3 separate regions of the Mus musculus genome follow, and all the other regions are linked to region 3. Evidence: chromatin contacts called from public Hi-C and HiChIP or PLAC-seq data. All regions are on one chromosome and are shown on one strand. The core of a region is the stretch at or near the end of the contact, and the rest is flanking DNA. Distances in the headings are between cores, read along the strand shown.

The links. Hi-C and Micro-C count contacts between places; a contact is called where the count stands out from the background. HiChIP or PLAC-seq counts read pairs in DNA pulled down with a chosen protein or histone mark.
Region 1: a contact with region 3 is called in a Hi-C map of cerebral cortex, with 2.0 times the contacts expected there. The contact joins the enhancer-like site here to the promoter of Laptm4a in region 3. A contact is called at or near these places in 1 of 39 promoter capture datasets (hippocampal neurons), 3 of 484 Hi-C or Micro-C datasets (the G1E-ER4 cell line, cerebral cortex and cortical neurons) and 5 of 115 datasets of contacts at active chromatin or transcription factors (astrocytes, bone marrow-derived macrophages, embryonic basal ganglia and 2 more).
Region 2: a contact with region 3 is called in an H3K27ac HiChIP or PLAC-seq map of microglia, with 10 times the contacts expected there. The contact joins the promoter of Ldah here to the promoter of Laptm4a in region 3. A contact is called at or near these places in 2 of 39 promoter capture datasets (the HPC-7 cell line and pre-B cells), 2 of 484 Hi-C or Micro-C datasets (CD4 T cells and CD8 T cells), 2 of 115 datasets of contacts at active chromatin or transcription factors (bone marrow-derived macrophages and microglia) and 1 of 9 other capture datasets (liver).

The regions. Positions count from the first base shown.
Region 1 is chr12:8,332,694-8,336,174 of GRCm38.p6, reverse strand. The region is part of intron 4 of Hs1bp3 (HCLS1 binding protein 3); the gene reads right to left. Among named protein-coding and RNA genes, the nearest start is that of Hs1bp3, 21 kb to the right of the region's middle. Within about 2 kb of position 1,749, at least 54 of the 459 cell types and tissues checked have an H3K27ac peak or open chromatin away from gene starts, as enhancers often do. A contact at or near this core is called in astrocytes and cerebral cortex, where this site is marked.
Region 2 is chr12:8,206,582-8,209,981 of GRCm38.p6, reverse strand. Ldah (lipid droplet associated hydrolase) reads right to left here and starts at 1,856. Exons shown (of 7, transcript NM_001364261.1): 1 at 1,778-1,856. It overlaps Gm33037 (a long non-coding RNA gene), which reads left to right and starts at 1,849. Exons shown (of 4, transcript XR_381233.4): 1 at 1,849-1,954.
Region 3 is chr12:8,919,935-8,923,803 of GRCm38.p6, reverse strand. Laptm4a (lysosomal-associated protein transmembrane 4A) reads right to left here and starts at 2,497. Exons shown (of 7, transcript NM_008640.2): 1 at 1,510-2,497. The coding sequence starts at 1,845.

The DNA.
Region 1 (3,481 bases), core at 500-2,999, 590 kb after region 3:
GGTCCCCAGCTCAGCTGGGCCTTCTGGATGCCAAGGAACATAGAAGAAGTTCAACGGAGGACCATAGGAAGGTCAGGGGTAGCCCAACCAGAGCCATCTTGGCATGTGAAGCAACCTTAGTAGTCGTCAAATCTTCAGCTGACAGGTCCTCCTGACCCAAGGGGGTCAAGCAGGCAAGAGCAGGGAGAAGGGAGGAGGCAGGGTTGGCCATGTGCTAGGAATGAGCTTTGTTATCATCTGACATAGAGCAAAGAGACCCCCACACCCGCTACTGAAGTGATGAGCCCCCACTACTGTGCTCAGGTGTGATGGGGACTGGGAAAGGCAGGAGAAGCAAGGAGCTATCAGGACTACAGACTGATGGCCAGACAGCTGCTAACCTTCTTGAGTATCATGCCACCACATGTCCATGGGCCCGACAACATGCTTTTCTTCTGAAGGTGACTGGTGGTTTCAATACGCTTGACCCAGGGAGCCTTGTTGGTGTGGCTTTGTTGGAGGAAGTGTGTCACTGTAGGGGTGGCTTTGAGGCCCTCCTCCTAGCTGCCCAGAAGACAGCAGTTTTTTCCTGTTTGCCTTTGGAACAAGATGTAGAACTCTCAACTCTTCCACCACCATGCCTGCCTGGATGCTGCCATGCTTCCCACTATGATGATAATGGACTGAGCCTCTGAACCTGTAAGCCAGTCCCAATTAAATGTTGTCCATTATGAGAGCTGCCTTAGTCATGGTGTCTCTTCATAGCAATGGAAAGAAACCCTAACTAAGACAGTGGAGCTACCTAACAGAGACCTTGGGGTCAGAAGCCTGCACCCCACAGCCACTTAGACATGGGGTTGATGTAATCTGGGGCTCAAAGTTCAAGGGATAGGGTCCAGGAGAGCAGGAGGATGCCTATGTTAGTGACTTCTCTTTTGTCTGGTACAAAACAATGAACAACAACAACAACAATAACAAAACAACTTCAAGAAGGCAGGGATTGCATAGGTTCACGGTTTGTCTACCATGGCGGCCCCCCCAGGGTGGGGGTTAATGTTGGTGCTTGGTTTGCTTTACCCCTTTATTAAGTCCAGGACACCAGACCATACCCTGGTGCTGCCCATATTTAGGGAGGGGTTTCCAACCTCAATTAGTCCAATCCAAAAACCCTTCACAGATACGCTCAGAGGCTAGCTTTCTAGTTAATCCTTGATCCTGTTAGACGGGCAATATTAACCATCACAAAGCCTAAGCCCTGCTTTGCCGGACATTGAACATCAGTCTTCTCTAAGTAGTATACCTGCTGCCCTTCTAAGCAACAATGTGGTTCCCCCTGGGTAGGGTAGCCCTTCTGAAGTTCCTCTGGAGTCAGGTGGGCTTGGCTCTGCCACACCTGTTCCCTGACTGAAGAGCTCCTGCCCTGAGATGCTTGTGGTGGGAAACTGGGGGTCACCAGAGAGGTTTCTTGGGGTGTGCCACAGTTTTATTTCTTGATCCAGGTGGATAGGCAAGCTTCATGTTTGCTGGATCACATGATCTGGGCTGCCTTTGTGACACTGTCTCCAGATCACAAACTTGGTTTTATTTTAACAAGCTGACCTCAAGCTCTGGGGCTGCCACCCACGTTAGGCATTTTAAGATTCCTATAAACGGCAAAAGTTTTTTGTTTTGTTTTGTTTTTCCTTTTTACTGGAACCCAGGATTGCATTCTCCCAAGCGCCTGGCAGCCGGTTCCACTGGGCTGAGGTCACCTCTGAGCTCATGTTGGCAACACAGTGGCAAACTGCACAGAGGCTGGCCATTGCCAAAAGCTGTAACACAGACTATCCAGTCTCAGATAAAAATACCAGGTCCCTGGGTGCTGCAAGGCCAGGGACTCTGAGGTGACTATTCCTGCAGAACCACCCCCCTCCCACCCCAGTTCAGAGGCATAGCGTGTCTGGTGGAGATCGCCTAGCAGGCTGGACATTTTGGGCCTGGGAGTAGGGTAGTAACTAATTATGATCATACTAGGACAATACTTATGACTTTGCTTGTTACTCTCAATATCCCATGAACAGAATTGTCTGTGTTGTCCACTGGGGTGAAAGTGGCACAGTTCAACAGTGATGGCATCTGTGTCCCTACTGCAGTATGTGCACGTCAACAGGGGCCACCATGGTGAAGTGCCAACAGAGCTCTGGCCTGCCTGTGGTGCTGGGGGTGGGTGAAGGATCGCTAGCTCGCTAGCTCGCACCCTTCAGAAAGCCTCGGCTCTAGCTCCTCTCAGATCCTGCAGGGTGGACTCAGCTGCTCCTTGTGGGAGGGCGCCCCTGTAGTTTTATCTATCAGGCAGAATCAACAGTCCTGGTGACTAACAGAGGCCATGGCCCTAGCAAGGGTGACCAGAGTCTGGACTCCCTGTGTCAATATGCCTAGAAGGCCCTGGATGGAAGCTGTGAGCACGGCTCTGTGGAATGTGACCATCGACTGGGGTTGGGGGGCCCTTAGACCAGCCCTATGAGAACTGTAGGCTCTGTTTCATCACCAATATGTCCGTCTCTTGATCACCTATCATAATGTCCTTTGCTTGGCCCCTGGCCCTGGATCCAGTGGGCACAGCAGCAGTGACTGGCAGAGAACCCCATTTACACCTGTATCGGCAGTGCCTGGCCAGTCACTTCAGGGCTTGAGGCTGATCCTCAGCCATTCTGGTAGCTTTGCCCTCCACTCAGAAACCACTTTCTTTGGGGACCCAATGCGCATGCTACCCACTTAAAAGGCCCAGAGGGCAGGGGAGCAAAGCCGCCTACGGATCAAGAACAGCAGGAAGCACAGTGCGTGAGAGAACAGGCGGGAAGCCAGGTGAGGGAGGTTCCAACCACTTCCCCAGTTCTGCTCAGTCCGTCCAGGACAGACACAGATAAGGCTAGACCATCCGTCTGTCCTCCTGAACGGACACAGATAAGGCTAGACCGTTCTGGGCGAGCTTCCCTCACAAGCTTGACACGCATCTTTGTCCTCCTTGGTGACATCTGTGATTTCTGCTGCACTGAACTGAAGCAGATGCTCAGCACAACAGTGTTCAGTCAGCACTGACTACCCTGCCCCAGCTACCTGGCGGTCCTGTCCTCAAATCCCTCAGATCACCCACGAGAACACAAGGGGCATCAGGGGACCTGGAAGCCCCCAGGGTCTTGTCTGATTGATCCTAAAACTGCAGAAAGGTGTTCAGCAAATACTAAAAGGAAGAAGGCAGGCAGGCAGACAGACCGACAGATAGGCATCTGTCCTGTGTAGCTGGATAGTCATCAGATAGAAGGAAGACAGATTAGCTGACTGGAAGGAAGGAAGGAAGGAAGGAAGGAAGGAAGGGAGGAAGGGAGGGAGGGAGGGAGGGAGGGAGGGAGGGAGGGAGGAAGGAAGGAAGGAAGGAAGGAAGGAAGGAAGGAAGGAAGGAAGGAAGGAAGGAGAAACAGGCAGGCAGGCAGGCAGGCATCCAGACAGACAGACAGACAAAGTA
Region 2 (3,400 bases), core at 607-3,106, 710 kb after region 3:
TACTCCAGACTATGACATCCTTGAATATCAGGTTAAGGAGTTGGGAAACCAGTAAGTAATTCTAGAATTATCTTCCAAGGAACATGCGCTGATAGCTGTTACAGTTTAAAAAAATAAAAGGTTCCGGGGGCTGGAGAGATGGCTCAGCGGTTAAGAGCACCAACTGCTCTTCCAAAGGTCCTGAGTTCAAATCTCAGCAACCACATGGTGGCTCACAACCATCTGTAATGAGATCTGATGCCCTCTTCTGGAGTGTCTGAAGATAGCTACAGTGTACTTACATATAGTAAATAAATAAATCTTTAAAAAAAAATAAATAAAAGGTTCCTAGAAAATACAAGGGATTTCATTTATTCTTGGTACATGACATACCACCATAAAACTTAATACCTGAAGATATGTTATATTCTCACAGATTGTGTGGGTTAGAAATTTATAGAGTACAGCACAGGCAGTTTTGGAACAATCCAAAGTAGAGTTAGCTAAGAAAAACTCAACAGCTGGCTTTGACTTGTTCACTGGGACAGGGGTCATCTGGAAGTACCTTTATTGATAAGCTTAACAATGAATGCTCTAAAACAAAAATAGGTTGAACACATAATCTTATATTTAATTCATATTTAATCTTTTCACATGGCCAATTTTAATAGGTTCTTGCAGTGCATGTAGGCTGCCTCCTGAGGTTGAGAACAAAGTTGCCTCACCTCTTAGGACCTCACCTCACTAGTCACATAGCATTAGCTCACAACACACTGATAAGCATATTGACCCTTTATGACACAGGCATACAATACAACGTTTCAGAAAAAGTGACCTGATATTTTGCCCATGATGATCTTAAAAGTCTCTCCTACTAACATTCCAACTTCTTCATCAAAGTAGTTTAGAAAAATGTTGAAGGCACCTGGAATGTAATAGTTTCCCAAAGTAAGAAAGAGCTTGATTAAAATATTCTTCTAAGAAGACAGCAAAGCCCAGAAAAATGTAAGAGCACACTAAAGGTCAGAAGCTACCATAAATATTATATAAGAAACAAGAGCAAGGAATTTAAAAGTAATAATTGAAAGAACAAAACTTATGGGGTGGATTATCAGCAGAGTAGTATCAACAAAGAACGAGATGAGAGAACGTGGATAGATCCACAAAATTTACAAACCTGAATTGGTGGGAAACAGTCTAAAAACTCAGCAGTAGCCCCGGGACTTGTACTACAATGACAAATGACCTAAAATTCATGCAACTAGAGTTTCAGAGAAGGCAATGTGGGGCTAAAACACACGTTTTAAGAAAGAGTATCTGGAAACTTCTCAAAATTGGGAAGGGCATAAATCTACAGATTCAAGAAGCTGAGCTTCTCAAGCTGGGGAAATGTATACTATACTATTAGAAGCCATGCATTTTGTAAAACTAAAATAAAAAAAAAAGTTAAAAGCAGTGAAACAACACATCATATGCAAGGGTAAAGGTAATTTTAATGTCAGCAGATTTCTCAGGAGAATCCACGAGGGACAGTGTCGACCACAGATGCCTGGGGAGCCCCAGCGCAGACTTGGATTTATTTCTAGAAGGCTGGCTGCCAGCGCATTGGCTTATCCTTACCCAGGGAGCCTCTGGCGACCTGGCCACAGGTCGGGCGAGTGTAGTGCCATCGCGTACCGCACGGCCTAGCGGCTGTGCACGCGGGGTGATGGCAGCTCAGTTATCCTAGCACCACCCCATGCGCAGCCCACGTGCCCTTCCTCAGACAAACCACACAGTACTGGCAGCATCACCTCACCTGCCCACTCACAAGGTATTGGGGTCGTCCGCCGACGTCTCGGCAAAGCCTCACCAGACCCGGAAGTTCCGCCTGTACTGACGTCACAGCGCCGCGCCGCGCCGGTCCCGGAAGTCGGGACCCGTAGAACGCTTTGCAAGGATCTCCCGTGTGAGAGTTTGGGTGGCAGCTTGATGGGTAGGTGGTTTATAGTCAGCGAGATTGCTGGGAGCAGCACATAGAGCGTTTCTAGCATACCACCTGAATTTTACCCGCTCTCTGTTCTTTGTCGTTTTGGTAAACGAGTTTTTCCTCTCTTTGGAGGTTCTTTCATTCCCCCCCCCCCCCCCATCTGCCCACTTTTCCTTTCTTCCACCACCAGTTGCTTTTCATTCCTGACTCATGATCACAGGAAAGTTGACTCTCAGCTGACCTTAGTGCTAGTATTCAACTTCATATAGTATTCAGTTTCATATTCAGGATAATGCGACCTTCCAGAGCTATTTCCAGCTTACTACAAACTTCAAGATAGTATCCTCAACACTTGGTACAATTGTAGGCAATCAGTGTATTTCTGTCCCCCAAAATACTGTCGCCAATATGGCAGTATTATAGCCAGAAGAAGCATGGAACTTAGAAAGAAAGAAAAAAAAAACCCATAGTAATTATCACACATGGAAAAGCTTTGCGCTTGTATCCAGCACCTCGGTGATAGTACCAACATCACTTATATTTTAACTTAAAAATCTTTTTGTATATTAGTAGCCTGGAGCCTATGGACGCTGGAAGAGGGCACTGGGTTCCCTGGGACCTGAACCACATAAGCCTATGGGTCACCATGTGGGTGCTGAGAATCAATCCTAAATCCTGTGGAAAAGGAGTTAGTGCTCATAACTACTGAACCAACATCCAACTAGCTGTGGAATGTAAACCGATAAATATCTTCATAACCCTTTTTTATCACTTCTACTTTCCACATCCAATAGGTAACATTTAATGAATATAGAAAAAGATATTCATTGTGTTAAGAGTTTTTCATGAACTAATTTTTAAACCCTTAGCATTTCAGTGTGGTCAGTATTAACAAGTGATCACTAGAGTTTGGAGATATAAATACATAAAAGTAAATGATTATGTTACGGTGACCATAGGATATGTACCAAGTGGTGTCAGTTTTATGTGTGTAAATTTCCTGCCAGTAATGCTGTTAAAGGACTACTGACATATCAAGGGCGTCTTTCTGGGTATCTGTTCCATCCTTCTTTCATCCATAGACTACATGACAGAATGCATTGGTGCAGGATTTCTTTTAATTCTTGGATATGCATCTACGATGTAGCATCTAGGTGATTTATGTTTCTGATTTCACTGAACCTGTGCCAGAAATAACTGAAGCAATTCAGACTTTATAGTTGGCCAGAGATTATTTCTGTTAACTGCAGTGTAAAATGAGGTGCGAAGAAACTGACTTTCCCACAGTTAGTTAGGAGAGCTAGGCTCAGGTTACTTGCAGCAGTTTCTGTATTCTTCATGTTTTCTCTGGGCCATCTACTTTTGGAATATACATGTTCTTACTAAGTTGTCATATTTTTGCACACAATGTTCACTTTGCTACATGGCAGACTATGACTGTTGTAGCTTATA
Region 3 (3,869 bases), core at 1,248-3,747:
TCCTTGGACTGGAGTTGCAGATGGGTGTTAGCTGTGTAAGAGGAGGGATGGAAGAAGAAACAGGAAGATGAAGTTTTCAGGCAAGAATCCCAGGTGCCAATCCTATTTGCTTTGCTAAGTTCAATGAAGGTCATTTTCTGGGAGAAAGCAGGGAGGTAAGAGGACGATGGGGAAGACAAGAATTAATCATTTAAGAGAATGGAAGATGGTGAAGGACAAAGAAATGAAAAACCCATACTCTTAACAAAAAGGAAAGCAACAGAAAGTGAGATATACAACCCAACTGATTGTCAGTAACTAGTCCAGGTCCAGAACTACAGCTCAGGTAATGTATGCAGGAGGCAGTTTCTTAAAGAAAATGTGATGGAATTAATTCTACAGAAGCAGTAGGGTGACTCTCTGAGTACAGAAGTACTGAAAACGTGAAAATAACCTCATCGCAAGCATACCAAACCACATTCAAGCTTTCCTGGGGCTCTTCTCTAATGTACATAAGGATACAAGACGGAAAAAGCTGCAATCCTGCAGAGGTCTGATAGTCCCCTGGGGTGGGCTGGGAAGCCATCTGCCTGAGGAAGATTTTCATCTGGTGTTCTGCCAAAGTTACTAATGACTTCAAGATACTGGGCGGGGAAGAGTAAAGAGAAGGAAGAGAGGACAGGGGTACGCCTCTCCCTCCTTTGCTCTTCATGTAAGTATCAGAAACTGCACACTAACTCCACTTCCTACCCTCACCCCCCACCCCCACGACGAAATTTCAAAAGTCATCCAAGTGGTCACGCCAGCAAAACATGTTCCTCAAAGCTTCGGCAAAGTTTAATTGCTTAAAACTATCTTTAAAAAATCACGGGTTTGGAAATCGCAACAAATAAGTTCATATGAACAGATACTGGGAACTAATTTTTTTTTTAAGTCACAAGACTTTCTGCCGAATATGGAACCAACAAGCCCGTCCATCTGCTGTGACAGAATCACACAGATCCTGGAGCCCAGAAAATGTCAGTAAGGACATAGCAGGCTTTCAATAAACATCTCTTCCAAACCAAGGCGGCCTTGGGATGAAAACCCACCTGACAAGGCAGGGAGGGGGTGTAATGAGGAAAATCTGACCCACTGTAAATTCTGGCTAACGTCTAGACTCAAAACAGAGACCTCTGGCTACATCACCGAACGCCTCAACAAAAACTGCAGGAGGCACCCGAACTGGATTTCGCTTTCGATTCGGACAAAACGTCCGAACTGGCTGCATAACTGCGGGACAATAATTGTTTCGATGGGGGGGTGGGGCGGGATGAGGGTTGCGCACTTCCCGAACCCGAAATGACGATCCTATTCCCATCCCCTCCCAAATCCTGGGGAGCCCCATCTCGTAAAGCCTCAGTTCACAGTTAAAAGCACCCCGAAAAGTAGCGCCCCAACAACTTTCACGTCCCCGCCCCCTGCCCACCAGGCCCACTTGTCGCGCAGGCGCACTGGCCTGGTGGAGCGGCCCTGCCAGCCAGCCCTTACCATGTACCAGGTCCCCAGGATGATCGTCCCGGTGCGGACATGGCAACAGCCGCAGCACCGGGTGCTGTAGAACCGGTCGCTGCGGCTCCGTTTGAAAGTCATGGACACCATCCGGAACCTCGCGGGCCTCGTTCTCGCCCAGGCCCCTGACAAAAGCTTTCGGCCCAGCGGTTCAACCCAGACGACTCTACGACGGTGTCCACAGCCAAAGGACGCGTCTTCTGGCCCGCCCTCGGCCCGGGCCCTTGCCAACTCCTGTGCGCCTGCGCTCTGGGCGCCCGGCGCCGCTCTCGCGGGACGTCGGCTCGGAATCTCTCCCTCCGCCTTCTGCCACATACAGACCAACGAAGAGCGGAAGGCCGGGCTACCTGGCTTCTGATTGGAGAAGATGTGGAGATTGAAACAGATCACGCCCAATCAAAAGTTCAACTCTCTCCGGCGCTGTTTGACCGCGGTGCGCGTGGCTGGGCTCGCTGTCGGGGGCTGTAGGAATTGAGGGTAACTCGGTAATTCACCGTCTCCCAGACGAGCTCCGCAAGGAGGAGAAGGGTGAAACAAGACGGAGTTGGTGGCAGACAGCGGGCACGGAGATTTTTGGCGCTGTCTTTCGCCACGTTGTCTTTGTCACTGCGAGGCCCACGTGACGTATTCGTGCTCTATTGTTGGGCCTGTCGGGGCGTGCCTGCGGGAAGGGGCGTGGCTACCATTCTGGCGTGGCCCTCTAGGCTCAGACCAGAAAGGAGGGCTCGCAAGTAGGCTAAAGGATTGGATTTCTGTCCTTCCCCCATCTCTCTGAAGCCTACTTAGAGGGAGCCAATAAATACCACTGGACTCTGCCAAAGGCCAAGGGATTAAGGAAAATGACAGCATGATAAAGTGGAGAAACCGCTTAGCTGTTGAGTTTATACAGATAATAGTGATTTTTTTTTTCTTCTTGAAGAGAAAGATTGTGAAGGACATTGAAATAGGCCAGAAAAACAAGCAAAAAAAAAAAAAAAAAATAGAGAATGAGAGAGTGTGTCTTAAGTGAGAAACAAGCCACACTTTTCTGCATGCTCTGATGCCAGAGTGAGCCTCAACTTTCTGTGGGATGCTGGACATTTCTACAGCATGTTACACGAGACTCACTGACTCATACCTCTTCTCAGAGAAAGCCATTTGACATAAGTTGGGTGATTCAGTTATCATTTTTACTTCAACAATGGGTGCTTTATATTCACTCTATAGTTCCTTCTAACATCTTATGATCCTCATTAACTGAGTCAAGTTTTTGACTGAATTTATTTTGTATTTGTTTTAAGATTTGTGGCTATCAGCCGGGCTGTGGTGGCGCACGCCTTTAATCCCAGCACTTGGGAGGCAGAGGCAGGTGGATTTCTGAGTTCAAGGCCAGCCTGGGCTATGCAGAGAAACCCTGTCTCAAAAACAAACAAACAAACAAACAAGGCTTGTAGCTACCTTGAGAAGGAATGAAACTGTACCATAGTGTGCAGCTGTGGATAATAGGCATAATCAAATAAACACTGAATAATTTCAAAGAACCTCAAAAGTATTTTGGAAAGAGGAAGGGAAGAGATGTCAGGACAAAATCCATGCCTTTACCATAATTTAAGCCAGTAGACAATGCTAGAATTTTATTAATGAAAATATAGTATATATGAAGAGGTGGTAAGTGGGTAAAGTGCTTGCAAAGCAATCGTGAGGATTCATGGAAAACCAGACGCTGTGGCTTTACCTTTCTGTAAAACCCAGCTGTTACAGCCAGACAGATGTCTTGAGTGAGGAGACATCCCTGCAAGCTCTCTGGCCAGCTAGCCTAGTGTATGAGGAAGCAAATGAGGGGGATGCAGGATTTGTGGGTCTTTAAGGTTCCTAGAATATGTGTGTGAGTGAAAAAACGCTACATGTGTAGCAGTCGCTAGAGGAAGCCAGAAGCAGACATAAGATCCCCCTGGAGCTGAAATTGCAGGCTGCCTGATGTGGGTCCTGGGAACTGAACTCTAGGCATCTGAAAGAGCAGAAAACACTTGGTTTTTTAGAAGACTGTGTTTTATGTATATGAGTGTTTTGCCTACCATAATTGAAGCCAGTAGACAATGCTAGAAGTTTATTAATGAAAATATACTATATATGTCTGTTAAGAACATGGACTGGGCATAAGGAGATGGCTCAGTGGGTAAAGTGCCCACTGGAGGCCAGAAAAGGGTGTTGGATTCTCAGGAACTGTTGTTACGACTGGTTGTAAGCCTCCATGTTGGTACTCGGAACCAAACCCAGGTCCTCAAGTGTTCTTAACCACTGAGTTATCTTCCCAGCCCCTCTTTAATTCATAGTCTCAATTTCCCTTCCCCGTTCTTTCT